Linked DNA regions of Hordeum vulgare: region 1 is linked to region 2. A link is a contact called in public Hi-C data. All regions are on one chromosome and are shown on one strand. Each heading gives the region's core, a stretch centred on a gene start, on an enhancer-like site or on the middle of the called end of the contact. The rest is flanking DNA. Distances are from core to core; before and after follow the strand shown. Region 1 holds the start of LOC123442710 (asparagine synthetase [glutamine-hydrolyzing]-like). Region 2 holds the start of LOC123442709 (peroxisomal fatty acid beta-oxidation multifunctional protein-like).

What was found. Hi-C and Micro-C count contacts between places; a contact is called where the count stands out from the background.
Region 1: a contact with region 2 is called in a Hi-C map of leaf, with 5 times the contacts expected there. The contact joins the promoter of LOC123442710 here to the promoter of LOC123442709 in region 2. A contact is called at or near these places in 2 of 6 Hi-C or Micro-C datasets (leaf and seedling).

Annotation. Positions count from the first base shown.
Region 1 is chr3H:25,497,976-25,504,848 of MorexV3_pseudomolecules_assembly, forward strand. It overlaps LOC123442710 (asparagine synthetase [glutamine-hydrolyzing]-like), which reads left to right and starts at 2,825. Exons shown (of 11, transcript XM_045118829.1): 1 at 2,825-3,339; 2 at 5,315-5,456; 3 at 5,557-5,747; 4 at 5,856-6,017; 5 at 6,108-6,188; 6 at 6,274-6,495; 7 at 6,580-6,714; 8 at 6,780-6,860. The coding sequence starts at 3,025.
Region 2 is chr3H:25,337,462-25,343,579 of MorexV3_pseudomolecules_assembly, forward strand. LOC123442709 (peroxisomal fatty acid beta-oxidation multifunctional protein-like) reads right to left here and starts at 4,715. Exons shown (of 18, transcript XM_045118828.1): 1 at 4,344-4,715; 2 at 4,199-4,270; 3 at 3,429-3,491; 4 at 3,266-3,322; 5 at 3,068-3,135; 6 at 2,863-2,944; 7 at 2,709-2,764; 8 at 2,003-2,305; 9 at 1,355-1,441; 10 at 840-1,014; 11 at 570-691; 12 at 164-327. The coding sequence starts at 4,446.

The DNA of each region.
Region 1 (6,873 bases), core at 1,575-4,074, 160 kb after region 2:
GGTAAGAGCAGCCTTCGCGTGCTCCAAAAAACTTCCAACCCGTACCAGTCAATTTTGCAGCAGTGTTGTCTAATTAGCCAGAACGGAATGCAACATCACATCAGGCGGGGTTGCTGGGCGAACAAATAGCCTCAACCTTTTCTTTGTATTTCTCCACACCGGTTCAAATGAAACACAACTGATTACATGAAAGTCTTATAGCCCAGCCAACCCAACGCCTGAGCAACCCACTCCAGCGACTTACGCACACGCACGCGTAAACTCCACGCCGGGCTTCCCTCACATGATTCGCATGACTCAACCTACTTCTTTGTCAGCCACTCGCTCCTTCATAAGACCCGGTCAAACATCGAGGCATCTAGGCTACACATACTAAAAGACTAACAACACATGCAACTTCACATCCGCTGCTATAGGCCTACTACTACCACCACGAGGACACACACGCTACACACATACATACACGACCATGACCCAGCCTACGGACCCAACCAGACGCACCAACACCGGTCGACGTCGATCGCACCGTGCTCTGTCACGACTTATTCCTAACACCCCGCCAGCAGCTTGGACAGAGCGGCTCAGCGCCGACTGCGGCCCCGGGGCCCGATCCAGATGGGATCGAGCAGCGGACAGGGCTGGTTGCAGGACGACGCACCGTGCGCAGCCAGCAGACATCTCAGCTGGAGGCGGCGACAGCATGCCCGCCGGGGCGCGAAGCAGCGCTGGGTTGGCGGACGGGCAGCTGCCGATGTAGACGGAAGGGACGATGCGTGGTCGCCAGGACGCAGCTCCCACACCCGGTTCCTAGTAGGAGGGAAGGGGAGATCAGACGACGTGGAGGCCGGATCTGGGAGCGGCAGACGAGGGGGTGGCCGGAGCAGAGAGATCCGGCCGCCGCGGCCGCGCGCTCACGCGGTGACGACTACAGTCGCGAGAGCCATTTGCAGGTCGTGTTTCAGCAACAGGTATAGTCTCCCCCCCCCACCCCACCCCACACCAACAATAAATAATTGAAATTTAATGTCATAAGACAATATAACATGTCTTCATCCTTCATTTATTTTTCAGCACAGTACTGACGCATGTGGTTATATATACTCACATACATTTATTTTTATAAACGCATACAGACACATCATACCTTTATAAACATCTTTTAAAAATTAAGCCGACACATTATCTTAAGATTAATAAAGTCATCACACACGTTATTATAAGGGCCATGATAACGTCCACACGTGTGGGTGTTAAGGGTGTTGCTCACATGTTCTGTGTGGTATGTAAGGAAAACAGCCCACACGTCTATGTGTGGACAAAACAGTTAACGCCCACACTGCATGCATGCATGTGGATATCTTTTTGAAGTTTTAATTTTTAAAATATTCTATCTTCTAAATAAAAAAATCTGATTGAAGATCCGTTTTTATCATTAAATCCATCGCAATGGGATTTTCGAAACTAGATCTCATATTAATATGTTTCGATGGAAAAAAATCGGACAACAGTTGCCATGCACTGTAGTTGCCATGATATGTTTCAGCTATTTTTTTCTACATTTAAAATTAAATTTTAACCTATTATAAAACAGAGAATTAAAAAACTAAACTTGCCATGAATCATAAACTAAAATCAAAATGATTAATTAATAAAAATTGCCGTAAAAAGTAGTTAAAAAATTGTAGCGGTAGCTCTAAATCTAGAAAAAAAATAGATAAAACATGTCATTGTAACTTTAGTAAACACTATGACAACTACAGTGTAAACATCATGACAATTTTTGGTCAAAAAATATTCATCGAGCATGGTCAAAATTCAAAAATGCCATGATCTACAAACTAAATTTACCGTGATGGATTAGTAAAAATTGTCATGAGCCATGCAATAAATTTATTGTAGTTAATTACTAAAAATCACCGTAAAAATAGTTGAAAATATAACATAGCTTTAAATCTAGAAAACAAATAGATACAATATGACATGGCAATTGTAATGTAAACACTACGGTAACTACAGTGTAACATCATGACAATTGTTGCAAAAAAAAATCATCAAAATATATTAACATGGAATTTAGTTTTGAAGATCTCGTCGGAACGGATTTAATGATGAAAATAAATTTTTAACTGAATTTTTTAATTAGAAGATAAAAAAAATTAAGCCGGAAATCAAAAAGGTTTCTCTTGAGATAGAAGTGGGCGTGTGAGCGAAGTGGTTAAACCCCACACACCAGCTCAGTCCTACGTGATACAAAAAAATGCCAAAAAATTCTAAGATTAATGTAAAGCACAAAACGAACGCAGATCCATATATTAGGGCGATTTGCAAACGTCCACACGTATGGACGTTATTTTTTTATATAATCGATAAAAACATCTCCTTCTAATGAACATACATCTTTATAAAAAATGTAAAATAAACGTAGGAAAATACAAACATCAATGTTAAGTCTACGATTGAAACTCCGGGCAGGAGTACACCGTCCTAACTTCACACTTCTAGGCTGAAAAAGGTGCGGTGCTATTCTCACACACCATTTTATTCATTACTAAAAAAGTTCAAAACAACGAGCGGGTCGTTATCTACCTAATTTAAAACCGGAGGCTGTTTTCTAAAAATAGAAAGCGTCGAGGATTGATTCGATACCGCTAGCTGCTAATGGATGATGCGAGAAGAGAAACACGTGGAGTACATGCATGGACATGTAACAGGAAGAAACGCACGCATGCAAGCAAGGTGCCGACGGATGATGGTAGAAGTGGACAAACGAAGCCATGGCCTGATGTGGTGCGGTGGCCACAAGAAAATCCGACGAGGCCGTGCATGTACGACGTGTAGCACGCCATCTCCGGCCAGGCATGAGGCATCTATCTATCTAATCTACCTACAAGTAGAGCCAAGCCTTTGCTGCACAGCTTCATGCACAATTCAGATCGACTACGTACCTCGGTGTTGGCTGTAGACAACGATCGACGACGACGATATCCAGCGAAGCAGAGGAAAGCATAGCAGTCTGAGCATATCATGTGCGGCATACTGGCGGTGCTGGGGTGCGGCGATGAGTCGCAGGGGAAGAGGGTGCATGTGCTCGAGCTCTCGCGCAGGCTCAAGCACCGCGGCCCGGACTGGAGCGGCCTGCACCAGGTCGCCGACAACTACCTCTGCCACCAGCGCCTCGCCATCATCGACCCGGCCTCCGGCGACCAGCCGCTCTACAACGAGGACAAGTCCGTTGCTGTTGCCGTCAACGGGGAGATCTACAACCATGAGGAGCTCCGGGAACGGCTCCCCGGCCACAGGTTCCGGACCGGAAGTGACTGCGAGGTCATCGCCCATCTGGTCAGTCACCCACCACACACCAGCATTCTTCTCCTGCTTGATATATTAAACCACAGAATTACAATCCACAAATTTAGAACATGTTTGTTAAACACTAAGTATGGTGAATCCGTAAATTCTACTCCCTCTGTTCCCTTTTAGTAATTTCAGTATGAATAACGAATGTATATAAATATATATAAACATACTCCCTTTTCTAAATGTATATAAATTTTAGTAATTTCAGTATTAATTACATACGAGTATTTTAGGGTATAGTAATTCATATGTAATCCATAGTAAAATTTCTAAAAAGAGATATACTACCTCCGGAGGGAGTATTTAGAAAAGAAGAGGGTAGAAGACAAGACAAATATACTCCAGATAATCTCTCGAGGTGTGCTTCGGTAGACCCCCTCCACAAAACGTAGAAGGAACAACATATACCCATCTCGTATTGTACACTACAAGATGTTATACATATACAATACGAGGTGGATACAATGTAAGATACGTACGGCGGTCTATAGTTCACAATACGAGGTGGATATATGTTCCCTTCTACTTTTTGTGAGGGGGGGGGGGGGGGGGGGTGTTCTACGGAAGCGAAGGTGTAATATCTATATGTCCATATTTGTGGCTTGGTATATTAATCAGCGGTATTAAAGTTAAGTAGATCATTGTATCTCTATATGTCCTCATCTGTCGAATCAAAGATTTATAAAAAAGAAGATCTCCTCGAACATACATCGGTGGACATGGTTACACATGTACCCAAATAATCAGTAAGATTTAGAAAAATTTCACAGAAAATTAAATATTTCTAAATCTGGTTGAACAAATATGTTCGAGTGTTCTATCCACTTGATTTTCATGAAAAAATGGCATCCATTTTGTACAGGGCGACAAAGAAAAAAAGTAGTTGACCTAAATGGTTTGAAAATGCTCGGCTCATTAAACTCGTTAACCTTAACAAGAAAACTATGATTGACTATGTTCGTTTGAAGCACATTAAGCTCGAAAGTACTTCAAATGAATAAACCCTTTTGCTCCAGTTACGATGTATTCACAGTGTACTTCTAATGCAGGAAGATGATCACCACATGATGAAATACGCTAGTTCTTGTCTTCGATGGGTTGAGTTGGGTCGATTAGATGGAATTGATGGATTGATGTGCCATGAAATGTGGCCACTTAACATAAGAATATGGGTTGTCTTGTATTAATGAGCTGCTCGTGGAACTTGTTAAGCTCATTAAATTTAATCTCCTCATTAAACTCATTAAGTTTAACAAGTTGAAACTAGTAATGATTAGCTATGAGTTTAATGAACTGAGCCACTGAGCATTCATTAAGCTCGTGAGGTACGAGCTTTTGGTCCACCCCTACCACGGGTGTGATTTCTTTGTGAAAATTGACATGGGTGTAGAACACTAGACCATGTATGTATTAGCTTAAACAAACCCAATTGAGACACGTCCTAGGTTGTGGTCTGCGTCTTCGACTCTTGTTTTATATGTGGTCTCGGTTTGTGTCTGGGTGCTGGAGGCTAAGCCCTGATGAGTTTGTGGCCGAAGGCCCACACTATGGGCTGCACTTCGTCTAGGCGTGCATGGCTCGAATCAGCGAGCGTGTGCCGATGCTAGCGGTTTTTTTTTTGCAGGAGAGATTACAACCAGCAGCAATAACGAATTAACCATAGGCATAAAATACTTTTTGCTCCAATTCAAGGTGTGGCGGCTGCCACACCTTGCCCATAGGGGTCCTCCGCCAGTGGACACGGGTGTAGAGCACTCGACCATTTTGCTTAAAAAAATTAGCTTCTTTTATTTATTTTGCTATTTTTCCGAATTTCACTATTCATGTGAGTGCATGCATACTCGAGCTAGAGTCCCATTTTGAGATCCTTGCACGACTAAAAAGAAATAGGCACAACCCTTAAGTGAATTCTTATTTTTTGTCATGACCTGACTACTTTCTCCCTTTTGATATGTAGTATGAGGAACATGGAGAAAGCTTCATTGACATGTTGGATGGTGTTTTCTCGTTCGTGTTGCTTGACGCACGAGATCACAGCTTCATTGCTGCTCGTGATGCCATTGGTGTCACGCCTCTCTACATTGGCTGGGGAATCGATGGTATAACACTCTCAAAAGTGCTTGAGGAATCTTTTCATGAAACAAACCTATATCATTTGCACTGCGTTTCTAAACATGCACGTCTCTGAAAAATTGTCAGGTTCAGTGTGGATATCTTCGGAGATGAAAGGACTAAACGATGATTGTGAGCACTTCGAGATCTTCCCACCTGGTAATCTTTACTCCAGCAAAGAAAAGTGCTTCAAGAGATGGTATAACCCTCCTTGGTTCTCTGAGGTCATCCCCTCGGTTCCCTATGACCCACTACGTCTCAGATCGGCATTTGAAAAGGTCGCAAACTGTAACGGCCTCAACTAACCATCATCTAGTATCTTTGAAAAACAGAGATGTAATAAAATTTCGGACTCATGGCCATGATTCTTCATGTTCTTCATTCAGGCTGTCATCAAGAGGCTCATGACAGATGTTCCATTCGGTGTCCTCCTCTCTGGTGGCCTCGACTCATCACTGGTGGCAGCCGTCGCAGCCCGTCATTTCGCAGGGACGAAGGCTGCAAAGCGCTGGGGAACTAGGCTCCACTCCTTCTGTGTTGGGCTTGAGGTGTGAAATTGAAAGGAACATGTACACGTTTATTGAAGTTTCGGAGTAATAGAACTTGAATCCATGCTGTTATCTCAATTTATATTGTAGGGATCACCGGATCTCAAGGCTGCAAAGGAGGTCGCGGATCACCTGGGTACGGTGCACCATGAGTTCAACTTCACAGTTCAGGTACGGTAGTAGTACCACTAAGAAGTATAACGATCCTATCTTATTTGTACACAATCACTTATTTTAGTTGCACAAATTGCTGTAGGACGGCATCGATGCAATTGAAGACGTGATATATCACATTGAAACATATGATGTCACGACGATCAGGGCAAGCACACTAATGTTCCAGATGTCACGCAAGATCAAGGCGCTTGGTGTCAAGATGGTCATCTCTGGTGAGGGTGCTGATGAAATCTTCGGGGGGTACTTGTATTTCCACAAGGCCCCCAACAAGGAGGAGTTCCACCAAGAAACATGTCGGAAGGTCTTTAAAATACAAACATTTCACAGGAGCAGAAACAATATATAGGACACATAACACTCTGCTCTAACATGATTTGTTTTGCAGATCAAAGCTCTCCATCAGTACGATTGCTTGAGGGCCAATAAAGCAACATCTGCATGGGGCCTTGAGGTTCGTGTGCCATTCTTGGACAAGGAGTTCATCGATGAGGCTATGAGCATAGATCCTGAATGGAAGATGGTAAGAACAAAATATTTCACAAGAATGGGAGTGCACTGCATTGTTTTCTAAATTTAATCACACAGATCCGGCCTGATCTTGGAAGAATTGAAAAATGGATACTGAGGAAAGCGTTCGACGATGAGGAGAAACCCTTCTTGCCGAAGGTAACATTTTTCG
Region 2 (6,118 bases), core at 3,465-5,964:
ACATATGGTGTCAACAATTTGATAGTTGCGTGCTCCTGTTAACAAATTTGATTGATGTGATATGTTCCAGTAACCTTGATGTACAAGTCCTTAGTGCACTTCTTAAGTTGGAACACTGCTAGTTTTCAGGAAGTGAAACCATAACCCAAAAGAAACAACAAACCTGAAAAAATGAGCCCCTATAATTCTATCTTGAGAATTTGTCTTCTCGCCAACAACATTCAAATCGATGGTGGACGTGTTCGTTGCAAGTATGCAATGTGGTGGGCAGATTTTCTCAATGTCAGCAAAAATTGATTGCTTCAAAGGAACCTTCTCAATAACAGCCTAAAAGAAGAGAAGATATTAATAAGAACCTAACAAGCAAGTGTGCTACGTGACTATGTAATAGATTGCATAAGCATATCAAAGTTATCTGTTAAAATTCCTCAATCATTTTAATGGGAACCTTCATAAGATTCGTTAATGTACTACAGTGTCATGAATATCTGCTTCACAAACTAGAGGCAACCTAATATATATGCACAACTATTTTCTCTTGTTTAAATCATCAAACTTATGGGGACAACCTCAATAACCATATCAACATCCTTGAAATCTGAATAATCCAATGCACCCTTCAGAAGTGATATGGCCTTGCTCATTTTATCCTTGGTCAATGAGCCTCTTTTGACAAGGCCCTCGAGATTTCCTGTGCAAAAGATAATCATTGTTGTTCAGTAACACCTTTTGTAGTAACTTGATGTTTCAACACTCCATCAATAAGAAATCACAATCCAAATATCTATTGGAAAGATAAAATCCAGAAAATGCTACTACAGTAGTTTCACAAAATTGACCTGCTATTGTTTTCTGTCCCCTTTGCAAAAATTGAGGGTTTACTTCCTTGAGGACAACAGATATATTGCCAACAAGAAGGGCTGTTGCAATTCCAGAACCCATAAGACCACCACCAATAACAGCAACTTTTCTTATGTTCCTAGGTTTGAGTTGAATATCAGTAACACCTGGTACCTGAAATAATCAACTGTAAGAGTCAGACAGCACATGAGGTTACAAATAACCAAAGGGGGCAAAACAAAAGTTTACACATCAAATGACATCCTTGCAGCAATTTAGCTTTGATTTGTTCACATATGGCATTGCAATTTGAGCAAAGCTTACTTAAGACCACGTATCATATGTTGTAATGTAGTCTGGTTGCATGGTTAGTTAATATCATGTATCATATTCTGTAACATAGTTTGGTTGCATTGTAGTTCAACATGTGCAGCAAAATGAAGACAGTTGCAGCACATGAAAAGTGAATCAGGTAAAGAAAAGTTAAACAGAATACTATACTTTTGAGAACAACCTTGGTGGTGGAACGCTGGGCGAAAAATACATGGACAAGTGCCCTTGATGTGGTTGATACTACCAACTCCTTGAAAACCTTTGCTTCCTGCATTATTTAGGTACACCAAACACATGTATAAGGAATAATAAATAACAGAACAAAGCAACAATCATTGTCATCACTATACTACATGGAAGTTTGTTATATTTTTAAGGCTTGGTCTGTGGTTGCTACTGTGCTGACCGTATTATATATCTGCTGCTAAAAAAGCCATGCAAGTAAGGATGGGTTGGTTAAACAAACAGATTAAAAAAACTGTGTACATAAGCTGGACTATCATAATCCAACATGATGCCAAATGGAGCCTAAGTTATGCAGAGCAGTGATACCAAGACAACTGCCAAGTTAATTTGTTACTCTGGGCAAAAATGAGCTAATAAATCTAAATGTTTCTAAGAAACTGCTGTGACTGTAGAGACATGGCTGCTTAGGGCCTTTCTTACACTATGCTTATCAGCAATTGCTAAATTAGGGCATATTGGTGACATAATAAGAGTAGCCTAATCTCTAGAAGGTTTTGGGAGATATGGTGCCCAGCTAGCTGTTTAGCCAAGAGAAGCACATCGATGATAAGTGTATGTACTAAGACAAATAGGAAATTCAAACCTTCACAACACCAGCATGGCCTCCATATAGTACACCTTCTTCAATAACATCTAGGCAGGCCTGGTGCTGTGGCATGTTTGCTGCAGCCTTATTTGCTTGCTGTCTTGCCATACTTAATACAGCACGAGCTTCAGATAGTGAACCAAGCCTATCTGTTCTGCCAAGAGATCTTATCCAAGGTTTACGGTGATTTGCAATCTCCAGAGCCCAAAAGCGCGACATTTTTATCAACTCATCAGGGGAGCAAAGTGCATCAATAAGACCACGTTCTTTTCCTTCCTTGGCCGTAATGAACTTCGATTGCTGAAGCAAATTTTATGAATGCATTAATTATAACTGAGCATGATAGGAGTAAGATAGGATGAGACTAATTTCCAGATGATCACTACACGTACACTCCTTGTTCGAAAAAAAGGGTGCCTGTTATGTTCGGTGCTACATACATGTACCAGGCATTACAGTTTGAAATGAGATTCTTACTTATGCTTTAGTTTTTCAACATTCATTTTTCTTTGAAAACCTTCTTACTACAGGGTTGAATTTGAATGAATATAACTCAAGCCACTCACTTAAAATTGTTCTTCATTATTACATGTCTTTTGGCTAATTTACTCTGGACATGTTATTAATCAACTTAGGACAAGAAGTTTATCTGGCGATAGCTAGAACAGTGCAACAACTAACACAGAAGATAGATTAGACTCACCAGCATCATTTCTATTGCTTTTGGCAGACCTACAAGCCTCGGTAGACGCTGAGTTCCTACATGATGAGTAGAAAAGTTTCATGTCCATGACAGAACCCAATACAAAGCAACCAAATAAGAGCAGTAGTTCAAGCTGTCGGATCTAGTTCCCTACCTCCAGCTCCAGGAATCACACCAAGAGTTAGCTCTGGTAGTCCAAGTTGAGCTTCAGGGGTAGCTATCCGAGCATGACAACCCTGATATATATATATTGTATATATATATATATATATTTGCCATTTACATGATAAAAAAGGACTTAGGTTCAGATACAGGGTATGTAAAAATGTTCAGCAGGACAGGCAACAAAAATGACAGACCATAGTCAACTCTAGACCACCACCAAGAGCAAGGCCTTGAATTGCAGCGACAGAAGGCTTTTTGCCATCTGCATGTAAACAGGTTTTTACAATCAGGCCCAGATATCATGATCTCGATACAAACTAGAGCTACCTAAAGAGTTCCATTATTCAAAGACGACAGGAACTATGACAAAATTAGAAACAAAAATGCCAAACCTTCCATCATATTCGACACGAGCTCAAAAGACATATCTGGCAGATGCGACACATCTCCTGCGAAACCATGTTTAATGTGTAAGAAAATGAAAAGGACTCTCCTAGAAAGGTTTGGCTACCAACAACCAATTTGCCAACCGTGCAAATGTAGGCACCCGCTTACCAGTGTCATGAACTTTTGAGAATACATTTATATCGAAGCCTCCACAAAACTTGCCCACCGCGCCTATAAAATATAAAGTAAATAACAACAATACAGAACAGCAAGAAGTGTCAGAAATAGCAAGTTTCATTAACTGATTTTTTTCCAACCCTGGCCCAGATCCCTGGAATGGACAACTCCGTACGCCCCCCCTATGTCCAGTGACAAAACAAGAAGTATGCCTCTTGTTATGGCAGGTCAGTCATAGCACCATACATGCCTTGTACATAGATTTAGTCAGGGTACGTCCTTCCAAAAGTAGCAAAACTAGCACCCGGTGCCCATTTTTGTTTGAGATGTGGAGAAACAGGGGAGCTTCCGTGTAGCCGAAAATCTATAGCAAGCAGCAGCCCCCCTTCATACTTGAGTTAACTAATTTAGCGAGGTTCCCGCTTTCAGCCAAGCGGTTAGCATCACGATCACCAAGCTGACAGGGATGAGCAGAAATAAAATGATACGATGGCGACAGCTCCACGGCCATCCTATAATCAATATACACATACGAGGATAACCCCAGACCAAGAAACAGCTGGGCGGTCAACGGATTTGAGAGCGGACAGAGCAGAACAGCATCCAAAACAGAGCAGAACAGGAATCGCCACTGACTAACTTGAGTTCCACCAACAATCACATGAAAAGAAGAAGGCGTCACGGGACAGACCAGAAGCCCGTCGTCCGCAATTCCGCATCATTTGCGAGGGGTGTGGTGGAGCGGGGGAAGGAAATCTCACCGGTGAGCACGACGGCCCTGACGTCGTCGCGGTGGAAGGCCTCGGCGTACTTGTCCTTGAGCCCCTGGATGACTGCGCGGAGGAGGGACGGCGTTAGGTATAGTAGCAGCGGGAAGCAGGAGGGACGGGGTGGTGCTTTGCTTACTGATGGGGTGTAGAGCATTGACCGGCGGGTTGCAGATGGTGATGAGCGCGACGCCGTCGGCGCCCACCTCCATGGTGACGCGGATCGACCCCGCCGCCGCCATCGGTCGCGAGGGAATCGGTGGATCGGGGGGAGGGATGGGGGAAGGGAGGTGGAGGAAGCTGCCGGCACGAGTAGCTTGCACGCCTTGTTTTTATGGAGCTCGGGAGGGAAGACGAGTCGAGCGGAGAGAGAGGACTGACCGACCGGAGCCGCCGTGTTCAGATGGGTCCGTCGGGTCGGTCTGATCCGAGTCCGTTTCCTGGGAATTCGTTCAGACGGCCAAGCTATGGCGAAACCGCAACGAAGAAGGGGAATTCGCGGTTTGGGCCCACTTTGTCATTCGGTGTCGCATGCGGTCCTTTTTAGCAATCCGTTCCGACGGACGGTCCTTTTGAACAAAAAAAATTGAAATATCGTTGAATGTTCTACATATTTGCAACCTTCCGTGAAGAACAGACGTTCCTAATGCTCCGAGAAAATAGGACTTCGATGCTCGAGAAACTATTTCTAAAAGCATTTTGAAGAGCTGGTTTTGTTATTTTTGCCGGGACCTCCTCAACTATGATTTCAATCATGAAAAATCTGCACGCACGTAGACAAATAACTAAGCAATGTTTATTGTACAAAGATATTTTTTTATTGCTTACTATACTTTTCATAAGGATGCATATTTGGGATTGGGATTGGAAGGATCGTCTGATGCCGGGACCTCTCTCCTTTTATATGAGGAAAAACGAAACGTACCGCAAAAGGTCACTTTGCAGGCCTGCTCCCATGCATCCATCAACCATAGCGTAATGGAGACGGATGAAGAAAGGTATGGCAGAAACTTGGAAGCGATAGGCGGACACACGCAAGCAAGCAACCGTCTTCATTTCTGTATTGTACGTACTCTGTATGCACGTACGCAAGTACAATACTTCATCCGTCACAGTTTATAAGGCATGCACGTGTATCTAGGCCGTCAATTTGACTTATATAGAATATATTGTTTAATATAAAAATTATATCATTAAAAAATAAAAAATCTAAAGTTTCTAATAATATATTTTTTGTAATATATGTGTCTAGTTAAGTTGGTCGAATTGACGACCTAGGTACACGTGCCGGCATTATAAACTAAAACGGAGAAATTAATGTATTTCTTAGAGCTCGACGACGGTGCACATACGCTTCCCCGGCGGATTGGACATCCCACATGCAACGGAACTGATTGGACAAAGCAAATTGCAGTCAGTAGCCTTCTTTTGGATATTGTCGCATGTGTGCACTACTCGTAGCAGGTAATGATAGTATGATAGTATGATAGTACTGACAGGGAGGAGGATGCATTTCCATGCATGTGCTGGAACGGAGCCGGGCCTTTGATTGCTTGACCCTAATTAAATGGACCGGAACGGAACATGTGGAAGTAGCCAGGTAGGAACAAGGAAGACTGAATGAAGGTCAGGACGCACGATGGCACTACATGTGGGTCTTCATCAAGGATAATAAAGAGGGCGGGAGAGCAATCCTTGTAGTAGCAAAACTGAAAATTACAATATCAATAAATATTTACAAAGTTTTTTTTTAATATATGTGAATTTTGGAAAGAAGAATCAAGGCAACACGATGTTTGAGGTGCTCCCAAGCCAACATGACGTGACCAAAGGGGTGGGCATGCGGTGCCCTGATGGCTTAGGGCCACTCTGTAAGTTGGTTTGGGCCCTTCTTTCGTTGTAGGAAAGATAATT